2 separate regions of the Ovis aries genome follow, and region 1 is linked to region 2. Evidence: chromatin contacts called from public Hi-C data. All regions are on one chromosome and are shown on one strand. Each heading gives the region's core, a stretch centred on a gene start, on an enhancer-like site or on the middle of the called end of the contact. The rest is flanking DNA. Distances are from core to core; before and after follow the strand shown.

Evidence for each region. Hi-C and Micro-C count contacts between places; a contact is called where the count stands out from the background.
Region 1: a Hi-C map of tail adipose tissue shows a contact between it and region 2, with 2.5 times the contacts expected there. The contact joins the promoter of SNRPD3 here to the enhancer-like site in region 2. A contact is called at or near these places in 2 of 16 Hi-C or Micro-C datasets (liver and tail adipose tissue).

What each region holds. Positions count from the first base shown.
Region 1 is chr17:71,546,249-71,552,304 of ARS-UI_Ramb_v3.0, forward strand. SNRPD3 (small nuclear ribonucleoprotein D3 polypeptide) reads right to left here and starts at 4,119. Exons shown (of 4, transcript XM_027956849.3): 1 at 4,004-4,119; 2 at 1,999-2,142. The coding sequence starts at 2,124. It overlaps GUCD1 (guanylyl cyclase domain containing 1), which reads left to right and starts at 4,222. Exons shown (of 6, transcript XM_042234160.2): 1 at 4,222-4,464. The coding sequence starts at 4,260.
Region 2 is chr17:71,487,945-71,493,741 of ARS-UI_Ramb_v3.0, forward strand. It overlaps GGT5 (gamma-glutamyltransferase 5), which reads right to left. Exons shown (of 12, transcript XM_027956847.2): 9 at 5,355-5,461; 10 at 5,083-5,201; 11 at 4,876-4,986; 12 at 3,573-4,009. The coding sequence ends at 3,863. Among named protein-coding and RNA genes, the nearest start is that of GGT5, 9.7 kb to the right of the region's middle. Within about 2 kb of position 1,402, at least 6 of the 54 cell types and tissues checked have an H3K27ac peak or open chromatin away from gene starts, as enhancers often do. A contact at or near this core is called in tail adipose tissue, where this site is marked.

The sequences.
Region 1 (6,056 bases), core at 2,869-5,368, 61 kb after region 2:
ACAAAAGTCACAACACCCCCCAAAGCGTAACCCAAATGAGAAAACGTCAGAGAAGCCCTAATCAAAGCACAGCCTAACAAAACAACCAGCCTCTAGTCTTCACCAAGTCATCCGTGGCGTGAAAAAGCAAGCTTGGAGCAACTGCTACACGCACTGAGGGGTCCGGGGCTGGGCCATGAGGGACAGCCTGCACGCCCCAAACACTGGAGGTGCTGCAGGTGAAAGAACAGACCCCATGCTGGGGTGCCTGGCTTAACAGCACAGCGGGAGGGAGCACGGGCACACGCGCACGACGGGCACGCGTGAAGGGGGCTAGGACCGCAGCCCGCTCCCCAGGAGAGCTCAGAGAACATCGCGGGGGGCTCCTACGGCCAAGATAACAGCCCACACTGACCTGTCACCGAAGGGGTGAGCATGCCAACACCCGCAGAGCGTCACTTCCGCGGAATCCATTAACCATCACCTTCCCTGGCAAAACGTCTGGGAATCACGCTGCTTTAAGTGTAGTGAAAGTCTGGACTTGGCCCTTACTTTTTTTTTTTTTAAAAAGGTAATATTTACTGTGCTTTGATGATCACAAACTTAACACACGATTGACGTTTCAAAATGAGAAAAATATTTTTAAAAAATTTTAAATGGAAAATGGCACCCCACTCCAGTACTCTTGCCTGGAGAATCCCATGGAGGGAGGAGCCTGGTGGGCTACAGTCCATGGGGTCGCAAAGAGCCGGACACAACTGAGCGACTTCACTTTCAACCACATATAACTTCTCACTGAAAAGCAACTACTCACGTGAGCCTTCCTCAAAATCTTTTTAAAGCATTTTAACGTATCATTTATAGCCTGGTTCTCGTCTTCATAAAACTGGGAACACTATGGAGTCCTGTATCTCCCCACTTATGCCAGTGGCCACACCACTTTACTGGGTGAGTAATCTTCTTCACAATGTGTACTAGTTTGGGTGATGAGCAACGTTGGCTGAGCTGAGACTTCCCCAGGGCAGCGCTGCTGTCGGAGGCTCTCCTAGTCGCCACCCGCTCCTCCGGGTCAGACCCGCGCCCTACACCAAAAGCTCTCCTGCCCCTGCCCCTGCCCCTTGACCCTCTGCAGCAGTCAGCTCCCCCAGTCAATCTCTTGCCGAGTTAACTCTATCCGCCTTTTACAGATGAACAAACAGGTAATTAACATTCCAAAGCCAGCTGAAATTCAAACCCACATCCAATTCCAAAGCCCAAGCTCCTAAACAGAAACTGCGACCCACACTGTAAAGCGATGCCATGCGAATTCACGCGCCGTGGGAAGGGAAGCGCACCAAGCAGTGGGTCCAACACGTCTTGGCAGAGCGATATTCAGCAGGTGAGTCCCGTAATCTCATTCTTCCCATTTCATGGATAAAACTATCACCCAAACCTGCTTGCTTGGCCAAGTATTTGCTCCGAGTGCAGTCACACGAGGTGCTTCTGCTAGGAAAATGGCAAATACCCAGAGTATGCGAGCGAAGACTCTGCTAGCTGCAAAGCACTGTGCAAACGCGCTGTGCGGGGCGGGGGCGCTGAGCCTGACGGCTCCGCTGAAGGCTGCGCTGCTGCTGCTGAGTCGCTTCAGTCGTGTCCGACTCTGTGCGACCCCACAGACCGCAGCCCGCCAGGCTCCCCGTCCACAGGATTTTCCAGGCAAGAGCGCTGGAGTGGGGTGCCACTGCCTCCTCCGGAAGGCTGTGCTGCTTCTCTTAAATGGGCCCAAAGTCCGTGAGAAGACAACCACGGGACTGGGAGCAGCGAAGGACGAGCAATCTAAACAGTCAGATTCTAGGTTTCATATTCTCAACCTCCAAGAGGCTCTCACTGATGCCCGCCTCTCTGGCACCTCTAATAGGGCCTGGCACAGCTTAGGCACTCGGTGAACCACCGCTGAGCAAGAACCTCAAGGAGCCCCAGCCGCCCGCGCCCTGCCCTCCGAGGCTCCGGCCCGCCCCGGCCCCGCACAGAGCAGGGCACCTGGCAGTTCATGTTGTCCTCCGCCTCGATGAGCTTGCCCCGATACACCTCGCCAGTGTTCGTCTCACACGTCACGATGTGGCCCTCGGCCTCGTGGAGGACTTTGATCGGCACTCCGATAGACATCCCGGCAGGAAGAGAGTTCTGCGGTGAGAGAGAGACAGCAGTTAGCTCATCTTCCGACGCCCAAGAACGCATGTGCAAACACCACAACCCCTCAAGGCTGACACTCTGGAAAACTCAGCAAAGTTGCCAGAGGTGCACTAGTTTTTTTTTTAGCTGAATTCTGAGCTTGAAGGACCCATCTGGCAAACACGTGCAGGGTGTGAGTGGGGAGGAACAGGGCCTCAACAGGGGGAAAGCTGACGGGAAAGAGCTGCCTCCCATCTTCCTTCCACCACAGGGCTCTTGAGTGCGCATGTTAAGTCGCTTTTCTGACTCTCTGCGACCCCATGGACTGTAGCCCACCAGGTTCCTCTGTCCGTGGGATTCTCCAGGCAACAATACTGGAGTGGGCTGCCACGCCCTTTTCCAGGGGATCTTCCCCACCCAGGGATGGAGCCCACGTCTCTTACATCTCCTGCACTGGCAAGAGGTCTTTTTAACCACTAGCGCCATCTGGGAAGCTCAGACGGGGCTGTGCGTTTAATTCAACCCATTAAGCACTCTGACCGTCTACTTACTTCACCATTAAGCTAAAGAGAAAATATCCAAGTGTTCACAAGGTGGCGGCGTGCTACAAGTGGGAAACGCTCACCCTGGAGGGAAAATATAACCAGGGAGAACCCCGACTTGATCTAATTAAGAGAGAAAAAAAGCAAGTGGATTTTTTCAATCCCAAGACGGGTGTATAAAACGAAAACTTCTGTAAAATGAAATGCTTTCTGCTCTCCAGTAATCAAGGCACGTCGCAGCCATCTGGTATTCCAGCCTTCCAAATGCAAATTTTTAAGCCCAGGTAAAAACCATACTGGCTTTTTGGCAGCTGTCCGTTACTTCCTGTAAGTGCTGAGGAGCTGGGGGATGTCAGAAGCACAAGAGGCGGTCCCTCGTACCTTAACTTTAGGGTAAAGGAGGAATTAGGCTGTGAACAGCCGAAAAGCAGGAATTGGCCCCAGATAGCTGAGATGCATGTGAAAGAAAAGATTTCAGGAAGCCCGGACTCTTGCATCTTCCCAAAGAACAGAAAAGTATTAAATCTCTTCAGGCCGGAGATCTGGTCTCCATTACTCAACAGTCATCTTTTAATATTCAGATTACCTGCCCCTTGCTGCAAACTTCTTTGTAGCCTGACTCCACCCCACCCAACATTTCTCTCTCCCAGGGGTCGCCTGAAATCCTGTCTTCCGGGCTCGGAGTCCTCATGATTCCCACCGAATAAACCTAATTCTCAGCTTTTAGGTGGCGGTATTTTTTCGGTTGACACGCAGCAGGAGGTCGAAAGAGAGGAAAAGGACCGGGAGAGGTTAGGAAAAAACAGGTTCCATTGCTGAGGACAACGCTGAACCGCAGCTGGGGGAACCGGGGCAGCACAGAGACTACCCCACGGAAGGGCAGCCGGAGTTACAAGACGCTGCAACACGATTTAGACAGAAGCAAGGAAATGTGATAACCTGTGTTTCCAGCGTTAGGGGATCAGGTCCTGGAAGGGGGAGGGAGGCAGAGATGCCAAGGGCTTTGAAAAGAAATCAGCCAAGTAGGGATCTGGGGGGAAGGTGGCCACCAGCCAGGAACGATCTCAAGACCACTGCCTGGATACTTCGAGAAACACCGGCCTGGAGAGGTTCGGAAACCGAAGAGCAAGTACTTCGGGGAAAAAGCTAACGAACGCACCTCCAGGCGCTTGGGAGGCGCCGCTGGGGGTCGGGGTGGCCCAGCTCCCCGCGGCTCTCCCTCCACGAGCACCGCAGGGCTCCTCGGCGGCGCGTCCTCCTCCAGCCCCCCGGCCCCCCGCGGGACCTCGGCCTAGCCCTCGCCCTCCCCGCACCCCCGGCCCCGTCCTCACCGGCTCCGGGCTCCTCTTTCAGAGGCGGCAGGGCAGACGGAACTCCGGCGACTGCGAAGGCGTGAGGGCGCGAATGGCGGGCCGCGCGCTCCCAGAATACCACGCGTTCCCAAAATGCCTCGCGCAGGGCCCGCCCCCTTCCTTTACCCGAGTGGCGGCGGGCGACGTCTCTCGCCTTCGCGTTCATCCTTACCGCGCCGGCTGGGGAACCCGAGCTCGGGTACAATAGTTCCGGGCCCGGGGAAGAGCGGGGCTGATGACCGGACCCAGGTGCCGCCGGAAACAGCGACCCTCGGGCCGGCCCGGGCCGAGGGGGACTCGCGGTCCCCAGCGCCCGACGCCAGACGCGGGCTGGACAGCGAGGCGGGCGGCGGCGGCGGCGGGGGCCCGGGGCCGGGACCTGCCCCCGCAGGGGAAGCCTGGGAAGCCGACGGCGCCGGGGAAGGGGTGCCCCGAGCGAGGCGAGTGCCCCCGGCGTGCGGACAGGGAGAGCGGGGACCCGGAGCAGCGGGCCGGGGGGCCGCCGGCGTGGGAGCCGGGGCGGGCCGGGGCGGGCCGGGGCGGGGCCTGGGGCCGCCGCCGCCTCCCGCCCCCGCTCCCCCCGGGGCGCTGGTGCTGGCCGCCCGGGGAGCCGGCGCGCGCCGGCCGCGCGCTCCCGTCCCCAGTCGACGCCAGAGCTGCAGCCCGCGCCGGGCCGGGGCCATGGGAGCCCCGCGCCGCCCGGGTCATGAGGACGGAGGTGGACGCGCAGGCAGCGGGGCCGCCGCTCGAGCCCGGTCAGTGTGGTCCCCCCGTCACCCCGGGGATCGCGGTGGGCGCGGGGCAGGGCCCCGGGGATCGGGGGGCGGCCCTGACCCCGGGGATCGCGGTGGGCGCCGGGCAGGGCCCCGGGGATCGGGGGGCGGCCCTGACCCCGGGGATCGCGGTGGGCGCGGGGCAGGGCCCTGGGGATCGGGGGGCGGCCCTGACCCCGGGGATCGCGGTGGGCGCGGGGCAGGGCCCCGGGGATCGGGGGGCGGCCCTGACCCCGGGGATCGCGGTGGGCGCGGGGCAGGGCCCTGGGGATCGGGGATCCGGGATCAGGGTTGGGGGGCAGCCCTCAGCCTGGGAATCGAGTTTGGGGGGGAACCCCGCCCGAGCGCCGGGCAGGGTCCGGCCGCGCGACCTTGGGCCGACCGCCGCCGCGGCCCCGGCTGTTGAGCTCTGAGCAAAACCTGGGCAGGTGTGCGCTCCGGCGGGTCCCGCCGGGCCGGCTACGGTCAGTTGGGGTTTGTTTGTTTTTCCTGATAACTCCCTGAGCAGGGACACCCCTGGGCATCTCTCGCTTGCGGTCATGGAGGGAAGGAGGGTCCTGGTTGAGCGGCCGGGGCGGGGGGAGGGGTCACCTTTCCCTGGAGCGAAAAGTCCTCTTTGGAGCTGCTTTGGGGAGAGCCTGTCCCCTCTCCGGTAACTGAGGCCTTAGACGGGGCAGGCAACTGGCAGGGCAGGGAGGGACAGCCTGCCCCTGGCCTCCCAGACTCCTGCCTGTTGTCTTGCTACGGAGTCTTCCTTCTCTAGTCCCGCCTTCCCCAGCGCCTGAGTTCCTTTGCTGGGGGGTGGGGAAGGGGGCACACACTGATAAATCAGCGGCCAGCCTCCGTGTGCTTTTCTGAGTGGGAGAGGGCGAGCAGTGGTTCCCCATCCCCTCTGCAACATACAGTTGACAAGAAAGGGCTGGTGAACTCTACAGTGAGGTGCCCGCACGGGGGAGACCCCAGCCCTGAGGCATCCATGGGGCACGACTGTGGCTGCAGCAAGGATTTGGGTCCAGGGCTGTCCCCGGGATTTGCTGTCTCGTCCTCCGGTTGTCCCACTCTGAGATCTTGGACCAGACACTTGCCTTTCCAGAGGCGCCTCCGTGGGGTAATGACTCACATTTCCAGGGCGCCTTCTCTGAGCAGGCACTCTGCCCGAGTTGTTTACATGCAGGGCCTCATTAATCCTCATAACGACTTGGGTGAAGCTGGTTCCTATTGTCACTTGCACTTTTGCAGATGAGCCGACCAAGAGCTTA
Region 2 (5,797 bases), core at 152-2,651:
TTAAATGGGTTTATTCTTAAATCTTGGTCCTACTGGAGTTAAATAAAAAGAGCAGGGGCCCTGCTTTACTCTCTCAGATGGCTACCTGCTTGCTCTCGTACTGATGGTTAACAATTCATCTTTTCCCTACTGCTCTGAAGTGCTCTTTTAGCAGAGACAAAAGTCCCATATATATTTGCGTTTCTTTGTGGACTTGGTGGCTGACGGATTTGAGGTTTCTTCCCATGCTCTTCTAGCTGCGTTTACAGTGTGTTTTAAAGTCTGATGGCTTGCTTCACTGGAGTTCTTGTCTGCTTCACAAAAGCACTGATACAATGTATCGAGAAAGTGAAGGTCTTTATAATCAGTGATGCTGGACCAGTTGCTGAGGCAATTATTTTATGACTTTTTCTTTCTCACTGGAGGTTAATTGGGTTACAACTTTGTGTCGGCTTCTGCTCTACAACAGCGTGAATCAGCCATGAGAAGTTTCTATATGTATCCCCCTCCTCTTGAGGTCTATCACCCCCCAACCCCTGCAACTATTTTAGATTTACCATTTAGGCCTAAGGTTCATCCCAAATTAATTTCTGTATGTGGTGTGAGGGAGGGGGTCCAGACTGCTTTACTCGGCCTGCCTCCCAGGTTTCCACCTCTGGCACTTACGCTCCAGGACCCTAGGAGCTTTGGGACTTCAGGATCCTCGACGTGGGCCTCCCAGGTGGCTCGGAGAAAGAATCCGCCCGCCAGTTTCAGGAGATGCAGGAGGCTCGGGTGCGATCCCTGGGTCGGGAAGATCTCCTGGAGAAGGAAACGGCAACCCACTCCAGTGTTCTTGCCTGGAGAATCCCACGGACAGCAGAGCCTGGCGGGCTGCAGACCAGGGGGGGCACAGAGTCGATATGACTGAGCGCGCGCTGTCTCTTTGTGAGATGGGGGTCATCATGGCTCCCTTCCACTCGGGAGGATTACACGGATTCATACATGGAAAGCGATAGCGTGGCTCCGGCCCGTGGTCAGTGTCCAGCAGATGTTATTGTTGTTTGGGACAGGTACTCATGGGATGCGAGTACCCATGTGTCCCTTGCAGTGTTTGGGGTGTCAGGTCTGTGGGTTGTTTTTTTCTTAATCCAGGAGGAGCGTTTGCTTCTGTCAGACGCCTCTCCGTGGAGATGGCTCTGGTTTTTCTCCTCTGCTGAGAGGGGAGTCCAGGCCCTCACAGACATTCCCGGCCGACCTGCTGTTGGGCCCGCTGGGGACATGCTGTCCTTTTGAATGTGTTGCTTGGAGTCTCCTTGCGAGTTTTTTTTTTTTTTTTTTTTTGAGGACTTTGTGTTGAGTTTCCTGAACACAATTGGCAGGAGAAGCCTCTGGTCCTAATGGCAGGACACTGGGGAACTTTCCAGAAGGGCGTTTGAGGTAGGCCACTGTTCCTGCAACGTTCTCAGCTTTTCTGTGTGATCCTTGACCCACCTAGATCTTTGCTCCTCCTGGGACCTGTAAGCCTGCCCAATTAAATCTGAGTTTCTGATAAACAGAGATGTTTTGTGTTAAGTACCGGAATCCTATTTATCCTAGAAAGGTTATTTCGTCAACTTTCCAAATTTATTTTTATTGAAATGAGTCATCTTTCCTAGGACTTTTAACTTCCTCCATAGCTTACGTTATTTCCCCATTCTCATTTCATTCTTTGTGTATTTACTCTTCCTTGATTTTTTTTTTTTTTTCTTCCTTGATTTTTACTGATTGGCTAGCCGACAGCTGTATGTCTTTTGCAAGAGCCGACTGCAAATTCTCAATTTCTGCTTCAGTTGCTCCTAAAGTCTTCCTCTTGCTTTCCCTACTGTTCTGATTGTTCTTTTACTAACGTCTTACATGAGATGCTTTGATTATTTTAATGTAACTAGGACAGTGAATTTTCCTCTGAGCCCTGCGTGCATGCGTGCTCAACCATGTACTCTTTGCAACCCCCTGCACTGTGGCCCGCCAGGGTCCTCTGTCCATGGGATTTCCCAGGCAAGAATAATACCTGAGTGGGTTGCCATTTCCTACTCCAGGGGACCTTCCTAATCAAACCCACATCTCTTGCACCGACAGGCAGATTGTTTCACCTCTCACTCTGCTCGGTGGGGACTGATCTGTATACACGTGAATGTTGTTTTGACAATACTGCAGTCTTGGCTTTGGTTGCCTCTGTTTAACGAGATGTTTACAGAAGCTGTAAGAGTCGCCAACTGGGCTGGGAACGTGCCTGGTTGGCGTGGCTTGTGGTCCACGAGAGACGTGGGTAGGGGCCAGCAAGTCTCGCAGGGTGGGATGAGCAGGGCGTGGGGACGGGGTTTCCTCCAGGGGCGCTGGAGGCCAAGGAGGACCCCCGTGTGGCCTCCTCGCAGGATGAGGTATGCATTTGAAGGGTCACGGCTGTCTTGAGTGGGGAGTGGACTGAGATGGTGGCAGCGGCCAGGAGGCAGAGAGAGGGATAAAGATGGAACCAAGGCCAGGCCACGCAGATGGAGGGGGAGGCCTGGGTGACCGTCTCCGAGTGGGGAAAGGAGGCCACTGGAGAATGTGTGGCTGCCTCAGAGCTGGCTTCTGGTTTGGCGTGTTGAGTCTGAGGTAGGTTCCTGAGGGTCCAGGTGCTCAGGAGGTGGGAGGCAGGTGGGTGGGTGGGCATGTGAGTCTGATGTTCCAGAAAACTGGGCTAGAGCCTGGGCAGAGAGGGAACCCACCAGCTCACAGGGGGTAACTGAGCCCCCAGCGGGGGCAGGGGTGCGTCTGCATCCAGGGACACAGCGATGAACGTGGGTGCCACTGGGAGGCCCTGCAGGCAGGTGAGCAGCGTGTCTGAGTTCCTCAGTCTGCTGCGTTCTGTCCCCCTGGGCACAGGAGCCAAAGCCCTCCCCTGGCCCGAGCGGCCAGACTCCAGCCATGCGGAGGTACACCTCTGGGGGATGTTTGGGCTGAGACCAGAGTCGGCAATGCTCCCAGGAATCAGGGTGTGGGCAGGACCTCCCCCCAGGTCAGCCCACCAAGCGCCCTCCCCCAGGAAGGCCAGCCCGCCTGGCAGCTGGCAGAGCCGTCCCCAGTGGCCGCGGGCCCCTGGGTCCAGAGCAGTGGCTCTCAATCGACAATGACTGATGACTGGCCGGGGCAGAGGGCTCGTTTAGCTGGGGGAGGCTGGCCGGGGCAGAGGGCTCGTTTAGCTGGGGGAGGCCAGGGACGCTGCTCTGCACCCTACAGTGTGGGCACAGCCCCTCAAAGTATGACTCCCCCCAAGGGTGAGAGCAGGTTGGAGATGCGGGCTGGGGAGGGCTTAGGTGTCTCATCTTCCAGCCTTTGCCTGGAACAGAGGACAAGCTCCGGGACGGGCCTGGGCCACAGGCTCCCAGGAGCCAGGGCCAGGTGGCCCCAGGCCACATCCCAGCCCTCCCCACCGGCCAGTAGTCCAGGCGGCCATGCATGGAGCCTTAGCAAGTGTCCAGGGGCGCCGTGGATGAGCGCCAGCCCGGCTGTGGTTCCCCTGGCCCTGTGGTGCGTGTGGAAGACTGTCAGCTCTGTTCGTGGCCCTCTCCACCTAGACCCTGAGTCAGGCATGGTGCAAGCTATTCTTTAATCTCGGACTGGGGGGCACACAGGAGGGGAGCGGGGCTTCCAGGGGGCAGGAGCGCAGTCGTGGGTGAGGCCTGGAGTGGCCAGGGCCAGGGCTCTGGTGGGGCGGGCTCGGCCCCCACAGCGGTCCATCTGCTGGGCTGTCCACCTCTTTGCAGCCGCAGGCCAACCGTCCAGCCCAGGGGCCCAGATTCCTGCCGGAGGGCTAGGTCCTCTGGGCCAGGCTGGCCGGGCGTGCGCAGAGTGGGACCCGGAATCAGGAGGGAGCAGCCTTTCAGTAGCCCGAGGGCTCCCCGCCCTTCCGTGGGTCCGCCACAGCATGCACACAGGCCCCGTCCTGGGAAACGGCCTGGACCACGTTCAGGAAGAAGGGCCTCTTGCTCTGCTCTTGGCCCCGGTCCTGGAGCCCCTTCTGAACCTCCTGGAGGGGAGAGGAGGCCGGCCGGTCACAGAGGGGACGGGGCCCAAGCAGGGAGCTGAGGACCCCACCCCGGACAGGAGTGGGGGCGCAGGTCTGGGTAAGGACAGGGAGGTGCTGGACACAGCCTCGTCTGCAGGACGTGGAGTCGGTGGCCCCCACTCCACAGGCCCCAGAGCAGAGGCCCAGCTCCAGGGAGGACGACAGAGTCCGTGGCCCTGTCTGGAAGGACCCAAGACGCAGCCTCACTTCTGTCCTGGGCTAAGGACTCAGTGCGACCCCAGAGGAGTCCAGGGCTTCAGTGGAGAAGGTAGGTGGCCGTGGGGGACTCGGTTCTGAGGGTCTGGAAAGCAAAGCCTCTAGAAGGCAGAGCCTGGGCCCTTTGGGGCCCCAGGTCCTCCATGCTTAAGAAGAGCCCAGCTCAACGTCAGGAGGCATGGTCCTCCTGCCATGCTGTCGGCAGCTTGGGACCCACTCTCGCAGCACCCACAGGAGAACACGGGGCTCCCAGATGCCAGGGATGTGGCTTGCAGACTCCCCAGGGCCCTGCTGGTGGAGGGGTCGCTGGAGGCTTCTGAAGACCCACGCGTCCCCTTGGACGTCCCCACACGCCCCAGGCCCCAGTGGTCCTTGCGAGTGAGGCGCTCTGAGCACAGCCCTCAAGGCTCAGGTCTGAGAATGTGCATCAGGGCCCAGGTATTGGTGTCTGAAGGGCCAAGTGCCCTGCCTGGCAGTCTGGTCCCCATGCTTCCCCGTCTGTGACCCTTCACAGAGACCCTGGAGATGCGTGGAGACCTGGCCCAAGGCATACAGGAGCTGAGGCCCCCGCCCCCAGGCTCTGAAGGCGGGCACGGAGGCGTCTGCCTCACCTGGCTGAAGCTGGGCTCGAACTCCACCTGGCCCTTGCTGTCCACGTGCAGGATGGGGGCCTTGATGGCGGCTTGCAGGTCAAAGCCCAGCCAGAGCTTGTTCATGATGGCCTGCAGGGACGAGGAGGACGCAGCGAGGGAGGCAGGGCGGGTACCAGCCACCCTCCCCAACCCCTCCGGGGACGCCAGGGCCGCCCAGCGACCCACCTGGGCCACCGCAGAGATAATGAGCTCCCCGCCGGCCCCGCCGATCACGAGCTTCGTCCCCCGGGCTGCGCTGACCAAGATGGAGGGGACCATGGACGACGGGGGCCGCTCACCTGGGACTGGGGGCCGGGCAGCAGTCAGGGCACCCTGCTCCCCAGCCCGCCCCCCGGTGCCGCCCGCTCTGTCTCCGTCTCCGTCTCCCAGTGCACGATCCCCTGACGCCAGACCGGCCCGCCTTCCCTCACCCGGCGCTGGGGGCGCCCTGTGCTCACCGGGCTCGGGGGTGGCTCTGGAGCCCTGTGAGTGCCGCCAGCACAGGTCCAGAAGCTCGTTGTTGAGAAGGATGCCCGTGCGTGGTGAGTACACCATGGCTCCAAAGCTGCAGACGGAGGCGGGGGTGGGCGCCGGCTGTGGGGTCCTGACTCACACAGCCGTCCAGGGGCCCCTCGCTTCACCGCCGCCCCCAGCACGCTGGGACCGCGCTCCCCTCCCTGGCCCCGCCCCCAGAGCCTCCTGGCCCCGCCCCCAGAGCCTCCTGGCCCCGCCCCAGAGCCTCCTGGCCCCGCCCCAGGCCCCGTCCGCCCCATCCTTCTGGTGTGAGGCGCCTTCCCGTCGGCGCTCAAGAGACACCGGGTGAGCCGCCTTCAGCCAGAGATGCCCGGGCGCAGGACCCCTTTGACAGGAGGAGAGGTACCACCCCCCACCTACCCCGCGG